Regions from separate parts of the Gossypium hirsutum genome. Here region 1 is linked to region 2. Evidence: chromatin contacts called from public Hi-C data. All regions are on one chromosome and are shown on one strand. The core of a region is the stretch at or near the end of the contact, and the rest is flanking DNA. Distances in the headings are between cores, read along the strand shown. Region 1 has its middle 8.1 kb from the start of LOC121216478. Region 2 overlaps LOC121216387 (a long non-coding RNA gene).

Region 1 (6,623 bases), core at 1,790-4,289, 160 kb after region 2:
CAACTTGAAAATAATAATGATATGGTGAAAATTTTCCATTTAAATCTTTAATTCAAACCAATCACGAGTTCTATCCTTACACAAGTCACCCCAATTAGACTGCAAAACTCCCATCTTTGTATTTCTCAAGTTGAATCAAATCATGCAGTGATCATAAATCTAACAACTGTATTTCCTTTCTTTGGTCAACAAAATCTAACCACTTTTGCTTCATATGGGGCAAGATATGAATTCTTTTGTTGAGGTAATTGGTCCAAGCTCACTTTTACTTTCCGGTTGGCATGGCATAATTTTTGGGACCCTTTTTCGCTATTGAACTTCAACAATGATTATATAAGAAGAAGAATAACTTGTATTTCAACTAGTGTCTAATTTAATTAAATCATGCAATCTATTGTTTTTAAACAAAAAACAGAATAAGTTGTATTTAAGCTTAAATCACTTCATGTCCATGATAATGACTTACATGGTATCTATATCACAAAACTTTGTCTTTATTCGTATGAATATGATTATATAATCCATGCAATTCTTGGTCACCATTGTGGGGATACCATTGCATTACATACAAATCCCCTTTTAGTTAGTTTTCTCCCTTTTCTTTAATCATTCTCCCAAACTTGATTATTAAGCAACTTGAGGATGGTTTTGGGATGGATCATTGAAGAAATGAGGGCATATATAGATATATTTATTTATTATTTACTTCTTCTACTTACCTGTTTTTTTCTTTTTCCTTTTTAAGGAATGGCCTGTCGACTTACTACAAACTCATTTAGTATTATTATTGTTACAGCAATTTAAAAGTCGTGAGTTTAAATTCACTTAAATATGTTTAGGATTTGATGTTTATAGGTTTAGGAGATGTATCCAGGAAAAAAAATTTTGTTAGGTCAAATTCTACAAAAGATTTCTGTACTATGTTTTCTCTCTCTCTCTTTTCTTTTTGTAAATTTAATTCATTTACTATAATTTGATACTTTCTAATCTCTCTACTTTTTAAAATATGTAATTTTAGTCCTAAAGCTAATATTTTCTGTTAATTCTTTTAAAATGTAAATAATATTTTTATTTGTACAAAAAACAAATAATGTATATATGTAAAACCACTGCATTTAAAAAACACAACTACATTAAATTATTTTATCAAATTTACATCCGAATTGAAAATGTGTATTTAAAAGTAAAAGAAAAAACTGAAACTATAGTAGAGAGATTAAATTTGCCAAAAAAATTTTCAGACTACAATATAATTTTATAGAATGTGAGCACTTTGTTTATTTGTGGAGAAGAGCACTTCCTTTGGGCTGTGAAGATAACTATGGTTAGAATGGGTATATGTGTATGTTAGGGATCGCATTGCTTGTCAGACGTGCTTCCTATCATGTAGACGAAGGGGACCTCCCCTCTTGGAAAGCTTAGCTTAACTGTGGAAAGAAAATTATCAAAACCAACCTCACATGAATTCAAAGATTGAATGGTAAGGTAAAACATCTAATTTTTTATTTCTTTATTATTATCTTTTAACACTTAATGTTCCTATTAAGAATTGTGATAAGCTTGGATCTTTGTTTGTTTTTTTAATAATTTTCCATTCCTACTCCAATCCTTATCAAAAGTTTTGTTTCTTCCCCCCATTTGAATGCCAAGCTCTCACCAACATAGCAATTCGTTTTGGTAAATAATTCCAAGGGCCTAATAATTCGAAAGCAAATAATCAAATATTTATAGCTATTTGGTTGGCATGCAATGCATACAAAGTGTAATTTTTTATTGTCTTTTTTTAAGCATTTAGCAAAGGCATGATAATCTAAATTGGAAATTAAATACCCATAGTAGCAAACTTTCAAGTGAAAGTTGATAGGCCTCTAGCTAGTTTATTTCTTCATCGAATTAATATCTCTTGTACAATACTGCTATTAAGTTGTACAATACTGCAACTTGGTGCTGGGTTATTCATCAACGTGAAGGAAAGTTGCAGCACATAATTAGAAAATGGAGAGGCCCCCACCAATTGATGAGCACCAAAAAAGCCAGAATCTCTTACGGTACCAAATGCCTCTTTTTGATAAGATATACATGGACCTAACCATTATCCTTGCATACCATCTACACATTTGAGCAATATATCAACTATCCCTTTCTCTTTTGATTTTATATTTTGTTTTTTTCTCTACAAAAGACAGCAATTTAAAAGATAAAAGCAAAAGGTTATAGATATTACTTATTAAAATAATTGTATAAATTAGTTTGGAATTTTTCTATTCATTTTTTTTTTCTTTCTTCTTTACTACTACCAATAATTTCATTTTGAAACAATGTCATATTGGTTGCATATACATAAATTCCATTGATCTGATGGGTAAAGGAAAAAAATTTGAGTGAACGATGAGATTGGACGAGTTGTGAAAATTGATTATAACGCAGAAAATGGATCGCGGGGCCACTTTGTGAGAATGACAATCTATGTGAATCGGGAAGTTCGGTTGAAGCCAAAGATCAGAATTGATGGCACTCTCCAAAGAGTGGAATATGAGGCTTTACCAAACGTTTGCTTTGATTGTGGTAGATACGATCATGTCCAAGACGTTTGTCCGTCGTTAGGGGGCCGTGATAAGGGAAGAGAAGATGATTCACGGAAGAATTTTGATACGGCGGAGTTGAACTGCAGAGTAGAGAAGTTTGGGTCTTGGATGCTTGTGGGAAGGAAGCAAAGACGAAAAGCTCGTAATGGAAGAGAGCAAAACACATGATTAGATGCCGAAATTTCATGAGGGTCAAGATTTTCAGTTTTAGTTAGAACCCAAAATCAGGGAGCAATTGATGAAGTCGCCGATCACGAAAAAAATATCTCAAGTTTTAATGCAAAAAGATAGTAACGTCACTAGTGTGAACGCATGTTTCGCTTTTAAGGGAAAGTCAGATGGGTTAAGCAAGAAACTAGGAGATCGGGCCAAAGGGAAAGGGGTATTATTTAGTGGGCCAAATAAACCTGTTATGGTCCTTATGCCTATGAATATTAATAGGGCCAACCCATCTGTAGTCCAAGAGAATGTGGGATTTGATGATGGATCACCGATAGGAGCTCATACATCTACAATTGGTAATGTCTTTACCAATTTGGAACCATAGCTGTCGAAACTAGCCTAGGCAAGGAGAAAAACCATGTGATACGGTTTGGGGAGAATATTTGTCATACCCAAAAACAGGGTTAGAAGATATTGAGTTGTGTTTGGGTGTGAGATTCTAGGTTTGATTCATTTTCTTTAAAATTTTAGTTATTTTTGTCTTACCCTTGAACCTTAAGCATCCAGCTTATGTTTTATTTTTGCGCAAATGACAAAAAGAATGAACTTGTTGGTTCAGTGGTAAGACTTTAGTTTACCTTTAAGTCTTGTGATTAAATTCTTGCATAAGTAAAACAAAATTAAATTTTTAGTTCCTGACATTACGCTGCCGCTGCCTTATGTCAGTTATTGAGTTAAATTCAAACTTTGGGAAAAACTGAATAAAATTTGTTGGTTAGTTATTTTCATCTATTATTATTTTATTTAATTTTTGAATTTTCCATTCCCAAAAACAAATTGTTTGTTTTGCCCCACGTTTCCTTCACCCTATTATTATTCTTTGTCTTTTCTTTTATTTTTTATCTCTTTCACATTTTCCCCTTTCAGCTTTCTTGTCTTTTCTTATATCGTCTCTTCTTTCTGTTTGTTCTTTTATTCCCTTGGATTTTCTACCTTTTTTCCTTATTACTTTCAATTTTTTTCACCCTCTTGCTAATTAGTTCATGAGAATTGTGCGAGGTAAGTATTTTAGGGTTAGATTCGTCTGCTTGTTGTGGAGTTTTTGCGATTATGGAGTAAGTTTGCTATTTTCTTTGTGTAACACGATTTTTTTCTTTGAAACCTTTGGTTTAGGTGATGTTTCTTTAACTAATAGTCTTCCGAACAATTAAGGGATTATTAAGAATGCCCCTACCATTTTGGGTGAGTAATTAAATGCTCGAAAGGCTTATTTCCAGTTTATTAAGGCCTAAAGTTAGGGGGTTGTGCCAAATTAGTAGATTTGATTTAGTGTTTTGTTCCTAAAATGTTCTTTTTAAATATCTGTTTTAGGTTTTGGCATCTTTGCCAAGGTGTTAGCATTGGAAAACGACTAGGTGTGTAACGAAAACTCGAGAAAATAGTGATCGACGAAAGTCGAAATTGGGATTGTTGATGCCAAACAGTCGTGTAACGGGTCATATGAGTCACATGGTCTAAGCTATTTGGGCCATGTAAGCCACACAGGCGTGTATGAGACCGTGTGCTAGGCCGTGTGGGCCACACGACCATATGGGCCCATTTTTAAAAATTTCCATTTTGACCTGATTTGATCCGTGAATCATAATTAGCCTCTCCATAGGGTCCATACCGCTTAAATAAGACTTGAAAACAAGGTATCTGTAAATATCTTTCTGTCAAGAATATGAATGCATGTTCAACATGCTTATCATTCTGTTTTAGTTTATGCATGACATGTCACATTGCATGGGGTTGGGATATTATGATATGGAGGAAGTTCTGGCAATTTAATGATCTGCATTAGCTGGTGGTTTATCCACATTTCTGTCTGACAGCTTGTCTGCATTTATGGTGGCTTGATTGCAATATAGTGACTTGTCCACATATATCCAATTTGGCAGTTTTTAACTACAACCTCTAGTGACATTGACCACAACTATTCTGTTGGTGTGATGGGATGGATGAGTCTAGGGAACTCTATTTGGTGTGTAGCGGAGTTGGGTAGGATATTTTTTGAATAAAATATGCATTAGGTTTTCTGAAAAATATTGCATTGGCATAAGCAAGCATTCTCAGTTTGCTCACATGATTGTTATAAAATTCTCTGTGATTCTGTTAATTTTTGGTTGTTTTATTTGAGTTTGTTGCACACTAAGCTTTATAGCTCGCCCCTTTGTTTAATCTCTGACTTTTTAGGTAATCTTTAGACTTAGACCGAACGGTGTGCAGGAGCTCGGATTGATTCTCGATTTATAAAATAAGATAATTTATGTTTTTAATTATTTTGGACTATAAATTTGTTTAGACTTTATTTTTGGTTTTTATTCCGTTTGTTTGTTTTTGAGTATTTTAGCATGAAACTGCAAAACCTCGCGGGTTAACAATTTAAAATCCAGTTTCCAAAATTAAAACTCTGGAAAATTTTCCGCTGTAAAATTAAGTAACCCCTAAAGAGTTTTTCTGTCAATAAACAAATAGTTTTAACGAGTGTTTGTCTTTAAGCTGGAAATGATTTGCTAAAATTAATGTTTTTAAAACACGATTGTGAATTCAAATTTTGGGTTTGAGTTAAGTGATTCTGGGTTTAAGTTTTTTAAACATTTTTAGAAGTTTTGCCAATTTTAACACTTTTGAAAATGCACACTAAGTTTTATTAAACCAAAAATTTTAAACAAGCTGATGTAATTTCTCAAAATCCAGTCAAGACGTCTAGGCTGGGTTTGGGGTTTTTCAACATTCGACTTGGAGATAGCCAACAAGTTATGGGTTAGGATCGCTCAGGTGGTTAACACCCTCCAAAGCTTCAAAGATAGAAAAATAAATTAGAAACATTACCTTGGATGAAGATGCTCTACTTTCTAGTGCCTCGGGGCTAAGACATTAGTCTCGCAAATCATGCGACCTTAGGAGATTTTTTTGCTCTAAATCTGCCTAAGTCAGACTAACTCTCACAAAATATTCTCGTATAAATTCTTTAAGGAATTGAAATATAGCAAAAGCAAACTCAAAATAAAATAGCAACAAAAAACAAAAAAAAACCAAATGAAAAATAGCGCATACAAAGTGTTTGAGTAAATGCTCTCAAATATATTCACAAGTATGAATGGAATGATTACAAATGAGGGGAAAGACCTTTATTTATAGTTGAGCTCCCTCAAAACCAATGGTATATATTGAGTTACATCGATGGTCATGTAACACTCTAAATCGGTTTCTGTCACCGAATTGGGGTCATAGAGTATTACGATAACATTTCAAACATTTAACATTATTTACAAACTATATTTAATCATAATTACAACTAATCAAATCACATTGCATTCATAATTAAACATATGCTTATGGGCCTTAAACCGAGTTAACGGAGCCCAAAAAACAAGTTTGGAAACATTCAGGGGTCAATTCAGAACAAAACAGTAAAGTTAGGAAAAAAGTTGAAAATTTCAAAAATAGGGGACACACGGCTGTGTTTCACAACCCAGACCATGCGGACATTCGAAGTCCAGACACATGACCGTGTCGCAGGCCATGTGCCTGGCCGTGTGTGCATTCAATGTTGGGTCACATGATCGTGTCGCAGGTTGTGTCCAGATCGTGTGTGTCTTGCATCTAAAAACATTAAGACACACAGTCGTGTGGATAGACCGTGTGTGACACACGATTGTGTGACAGCCCGTGTGCACCAAAATTTGCTTCTAAAACAAGACAATTTTTACACTTATCTTGGTTCACAAGCCAAGCCTAAAACCATATTAAAAACCATGACCAAAAACAGTCTGAGACAAGTCAAAACATACCAATTACCTACAATTCAAGTGCCTAACCAATGTGTCCTCA
Region 2 (6,271 bases), core at 1,024-3,523:
TACACTGAATATATCGGAGTCCGACATTTGTTGCGGATTATCGAGTTATATTTACAGTGATTCTAGTGTGTTATTGGAGGCGAATGTAAAGCCTACGAGCTTGGCACTTGGTGCCCAAACGTGTTCTTGGTTGGATTGGCTTGGTTGAGCATTTTGGCATGTCCTGGGTGGATAACTACGTATCCATATCTATATTCATCCGTTCATCGGTCTGAATTTCAATAGTTAAATGACATGTTGATGATATATATTTGACATTTGGTTATGATGCCTTGTGGATGACTTGTATAAATTTTCATGATTTTCGATATTATATCATGAGTTGATAATGATTGATATCATATAAATGAGATGATTAAATGACTCGTATATATGAAACTCACCTATTGAATGCTTGTGGTTGACAGGGTTAATGTTAGTTAATGAGTTTTTTAGTTATTAAACTATGTTTTCAAGGTAAGTTATATAGTTTTAAGCTATGAACTTACTAAGCTCATTGAAGCTTACTCATGTCATTTTTCCTGTTTTCTTGTAGATATTATTTTGTGAAACCGGGTAATCGGATCAAGTTGAAGATCACATTATCCAACTATCTTTCAGTAGACTTTGAAACATTTATTTTAAGATATGTGGCATGTAATAGGAGTATATTGTATTTGTTTATAAGTATTCTTTATAAGTGGCATATTTTGTATTTATATATATAAGTTGAGTGTTTGTGGTAAATGATGTGGTGGATCATAGCTTGGTTTAGAGATTTGAATGTGATATTTGCTTGATATGTGATGGAGTATATAAATATGATGGAATGAAATGCATATAGATGAATCAAATGTAATAGATAATGTTTGAATAGGTAATACTTTGGTTGGAGTTGTTTTTGATGCTACGAATTAGTATATATGTATGGTTTTATTTTTGATAACTAATATGTGATGCATATGCCTTGGCAAGGAATGTTAATTGGTGATTGGATTACAACATATTGTCACCTTATATGGCCTTATTTAATTAAGTTTGAATTTGGTAGAAATTGTAGTTGAATGTTAGACTTGAATGTTGTTTGTGATGGTGCCTTATGGCATATTGGTTAGAATTAGGTAAATGGCATGTTTTGATATGTTTTTTGTGTGATTTGAACAGGTTGAATGATTGATTAATGGCATACTTGTGGTCTAAGTAAGCATGATATGGTATGACTTGTATTGGAGGGTAAATTTATGTTCAAACAAGTTGAAACACGGCTTGACACATGATTGTGTGCCATACACGGGTATATGGCACGACTGTGTGGTCTGTGTGATTTAGTTATCAATTAGCACACACAACCATAGTTTGTTACATGGTCAAAAGACACGACCATGTGACTTCACCTACATGGTTTTGGTCCTTGCACACGGTTGATCAACACGACCATGTCCAATAGTGCCACACGGCCTAAACCTGTTATACGGTCTGGCCACATGATCTTGTGACCCTTGTTTTCTATTTTTACCTTACTTTTCTATTTGTTTCGAATTAGTCCATGCTTGTTTTTGAATTGATTATAGAGTTTCATTGGCTAGATTTAAGTCTCGTTTTTGTATGATTAGCATGATTATCGAATGTTTATATATTAATGATTGTTTAAATTGAATTTTGAGTTGAAATTAAATATTTTTGACTTGTTAATTGTCGTAACATCTCGTAACCCTAATCTTGTGATGGAGACAAATGAGGGGTGTTACATCCAAGCATCATTCCAGATAGATATGTTTGTTCCTGTTCCCACTCGCCAACACATTCTTGACTGAAGAAATCCCTTCATGGCCTAGATGCTCATCTAGGTATATGATGGGTAATTTCCTAAAATCGAATCTAAAAAGGTAGACATCGGGTAATATTTTTCTTTTAGCGTGGGTACCAATAAAGAGTCTGGATAAACATGCAACATATAGCCCTACTTAGCAAGAAGAGCCAAGTTGAATTTCGCTAGGCACCTAAACCTCAATCTACCTTTTTCCTTAAGTTCGTATAATTTTTGCCACTGGCACTAATGAATCCCTTGTTTTCCTTTATGCTTCTGCCACCAAAATCTACCAATGATACTTTCCATTTCAGCATAAAAAGAACTAGGCAATAAAAGTATGACATCAAATACGTAGGGATGACTTGTAAAATGCCTTTAATAAGCACCTTTTTGCCTCCTTAAGAGTGGGGTTTAATACACCAAATGTTAATACGAATACACATCATGTCTTTCAAATGTTGGAAAGCCAACTTTTCTGTTGTCCCACCATACTTGGAAGCCCAAGATACTTTTTTGGGTTTGATGTATAAATACTTTTTTGGGTCTGATGTATAATGTACATTCAAAATATGAGAGATTAAGAGCCTTACTTGCTCCTGGACGTTTTTGCTAAAGAAAATAAGGGATTTATCAGAATTTATGCATTGTCCCGAACAAATTTCATATTCCATCAAAATATTATTCATGATATAGGTGTTGGGGATAATTGTCAATAACTAAGAAATAGTTACACAAGACTTGTAACAAACAACTAGTGAACACAGATAAGTCTACAATAGACTTGAATTTAATTCAGGTAACAAACCAAAAAGAAGAGACTCAGAGTCACACAAGAAAAAGTGATGATTTATTTGACTGAAATTGTTATATTATTCCACTACCCAATGAAACAAACGATAGGGCTATAAATAGGCTTTACACCATAACAAACTAACATAAAAGGTGCAACAATAATCTTAGCACGATTACAATAGAAAGTAGATAATTAATGGAAAAACAAAACAAGCACAACTCAGTCAAAGCTAAGATTTAGGTAATCAATAACTGACTTTGAATCATTCTCCAATACTCCTCTTGATTCAAAATTGCAAACACCAAGCTGGAGCTTGAAATAAACATGTTTATCTTTAGGGAAGGACTTTTTTAGAATATCTGCCACTTGTTCATTCGTGTTGCAGTATTTCAGAACAATCAATTCATCTGACACAAGATTACGAATGAAATGCACCCGAATATCTATATGCTTGGTTCTTCCATGGGAGGATGGATTTTTGGACATGGAAATCACTGCTTGATTGTCACCGTAGATTACAATTGCTTCCTTATATTTTTTATTGACATTTATTAGGATCCTTCTTAACCACAGGGCTTGACAAGCTGATGAAGTTGCAGCTGTATATTTAGCTTCTGATGAAAATAAAGTTGTTAAGCTTGTTTTTTAGAACTCCAGCAAATAGCAGCAGACCAAAAACCAAAGACATAACTAGATGAGCTTCTTCTGTCCTCCAAGCACCCAACCCAATCACTATCTGTATAACCACTCAATTTGAACTCTGTAACATTATCATACCATAGTCTAAAATTAAGAGTTCTAGCAATATATCGTAAGATCCTTTTTACAGCTCCAAAATGATGTCTTGATGGATAATGCATGAACTTGGAAACAACTCCAACAGCAAAAGAGGTATTAGGCCGCATATTAGTCAAGTAAATCAAGCCACCAACTAGACTTCTAAAACTCCATGCATCTGTTGCTTCAGTACCATCATCATTCTTCAACTTCTTATTCAAATTCATTGGTGTCATTGTAATTTTACAACCCAACATGTTGAATTTTTTGAGCAAATCAATAGCATATTTCTTCTGTTACACAAAGACGCCATCTTTGACTTGCTTCACCTCAAGCCCAAGAAAGTATTGCAGCACTCCAAGATCTGTCATTTCAAATTTCTTTTCCATACAAGCTTTAAATTCATTTATAAGATAGAAGGAACTCATGTAGATCATATCATCAAAATAAAGACAAATAATGAGAAAGTCGTGAGCACCCTGTTGTTTAAAATAAAGATTGGGCTCATACTTGCTTCTCTCAAAGCCACTTTTGAAAAAGTATGTATCAATTTTGTTGTACCTTACACGCGGGGCCTGCTTCAGTCCATAGAGAGCTTTTCGCAACTTGTACATTTTCTCCTCTTTGCCTTTGACTACGAATCCCTCATGCTGAGCAACATAAACCTCCTTTTGTAAGTCCCCATTCAAAAATGCTGACTTAACATTAAACTGATACACAACATTTTTCAAATGTACCGCCAAAGCCAATACAATTCTAATAGTTTCAAACCGTGCAACTAGAGAGAAAGTGCCATCAAAATCTATTCTTGGTTGTTGTGAATACCCTTTCACTACCAGTCGTGCTTTGTGTTTTTTAATGTTGCGATTTGCTTGGAACTTGGTTCGAAAGACCCATTTGACTCCAATTACTTTTCTGTCTTTAGAAAGATCTACAAGCTCCCATGTCTTATTGCGTTGTCTTGCTGCAATTTCTTCTTTCATTGCATTTCGCCACTCTTCTTTGCCTACTACCACTTCAAAAGTTGTAGGATCAACGACAAACAAGGCTTGCATCGTTGCATAAATTTTAGCCAAAGATCTGTATTTCCTTAGAGGAGTTTCATCATCAAATGAACTTTTACTGCTTGAAGATACGTTTGATGAAGTTAGAGGAGATGAAAGATTTGGAGAAGGAGGTTGTAATACTTCAGTTTGTAGAGCTTCATCTTTATTTGCAATTTCAAATTTAACATCACTTACACTCTTTTCCCAAATCCATCTTGCATCTTCATTGAAAATTACATTACTGCTGATTATTATCTTGCCACCAATAGAATTATACAGCATGTATGCTTTAGACTAAGAATAGTAACCAATAAAAATGCATTTTGTTGATTTCTCATCAAGTTTGCTGCGTTTATGTGAGTCAACTAAAGTATAAGCAACACAACCAAAACTTTTAAATGGCTTACCCAAGGTCTCCTCCAATACCAGGCCTCATATGATGTTTGATTGGGAATAACCCTTGGTGATAGATTCAATAAGTAGACTGTAGTTCCAACAACTTCTCTCCATAATTAATCTGAAAGCCCTTTGGCTTTCAACATACTTCTTGCCATTTCTACAACTATCCGATTCTTCTGTTCAGTAACACCATTCTACTCCGGAGTGTATGGAGCAATCAATTCTCTTCTTAGGACTTGTTCTTCACAGAAATGATTAAACTTTAGCTACACAAACTCACCGCCTCTGTCTATACGTAGTGTCTTGATGCAATGTCTAGTTTGCTTATCCACAAGTACCTTGAAGTTTTTAAATATTTCAAATGTTTTCGACATGGACTATAAAATGTACTCCTAACTCATCCTGCTGTAGCCATCTCTGAATAATAAAAAATATCTACTCCCACCAAATGATTGTGTTTTAATGAGGACAACCAAGTCAGCATGTACAAGCTCAAGACACCTAGTTGCCCTTCTAGACTTCTTTACAGGAAATGGTTTCTTACATTTTTTCCCGTATATACACCCCTCACACGTATTTAAAGACTCAATTCTAGGAAACCTAAAAACCATTTCTGTTTGACACAGCAACTTCAGACCTTTTACATTCAAATTCCCATACCTTCAATGCCATAATCTTGACTCACTAGTTTCTTTCACAACAAGTGAATGGTTTTCAACATCAGAAATTTCAAGTGGAAATAGCTTGTTTGGTGTTATGCAAACATCAACAATGATTTGATTTGATTTTTTATCTTTAATCACACAAGAGACATCATTGAACATAATAGAATATCCAGTAGCCATGAGTTGGCCTACACTCAATAGATTTTGTGACAAGCGAACATTACCCTTCCCTTCCACTTGAATCTTCTTGTTGTCTCTAAGTGTTACTTGTTTTTTGAAGGTCTCATCAAACTCCTTTAATAATGACTTTATGCCAGTCATGTGATTCTAGCACCCGTTGTCCAGAAACTAAATGTTGCTGTGACTTGTTGCATCTTTTTGATAAGCCATTAAAAAATTGATTACCTCATCTTCTTGCTCTACATAACTTGCTTGTCCTTGCTTTTGTCTTTTCTAGCAATCGGCCTTCACATGCCCAAACCTTTTATAATAATAATATTGGATAAACCTTTTTTTTATCTCATTGCTGAGTTTGATTTTGGTGCTCATCACCCAACCTCGTCCTCTACTATGACCTCCTCTCCCTTGAGATCCAACTTTACCACGCCATTTTTGTTCATTTCTTTGAGGTGATGCCTCCCCCTTCACAACAAAAGCCTTTTCTTCAGTCTTCTCTTCTAACCTGTTCAGCCTTGCCTTATGGGACTGCAGTGATCCCATCAACTTATCAAATGTGAATGTTTCTAAGTCTTTAGACTCTTCGATGACAACCACTACATGATTAATCTTAAGAGTAAGACTC

What was found. Hi-C and Micro-C count contacts between places; a contact is called where the count stands out from the background.
Region 1: a Hi-C map of leaf shows a contact between it and region 2, with 4 times the contacts expected there. The contact joins two enhancer-like sites. A contact is called at or near these places in 11 of 34 Hi-C or Micro-C datasets (callus, cotyledon, fibers and 3 more).

Annotation. Positions count from the first base shown.
Region 1 is chrD04:15,755,197-15,761,819 of Gossypium_hirsutum_v2.1, forward strand. No RefSeq gene overlaps it. Among protein-coding and RNA genes, the nearest start is that of LOC121216478, 8.1 kb to the right of the region's middle. Within about 2 kb of position 3,040, at least 8 of the 9 cell types and tissues checked have an H3K27ac peak or open chromatin away from gene starts, as enhancers often do. A contact at or near this core is called in leaf, where this site is marked.
Region 2 is chrD04:15,594,943-15,601,213 of Gossypium_hirsutum_v2.1, forward strand. LOC121216387 (a long non-coding RNA gene) reads left to right here. Exons shown (of 2, transcript XR_005912573.1): 2 at 536-1,564. Among protein-coding and RNA genes, the nearest start is that of LOC121216387, 5.9 kb to the left of the region's middle. Within about 2 kb of position 2,274, at least 1 of the 9 cell types and tissues checked has an H3K27ac peak or open chromatin away from gene starts, as enhancers often do. A contact at or near this core is called in leaf, where this site is marked.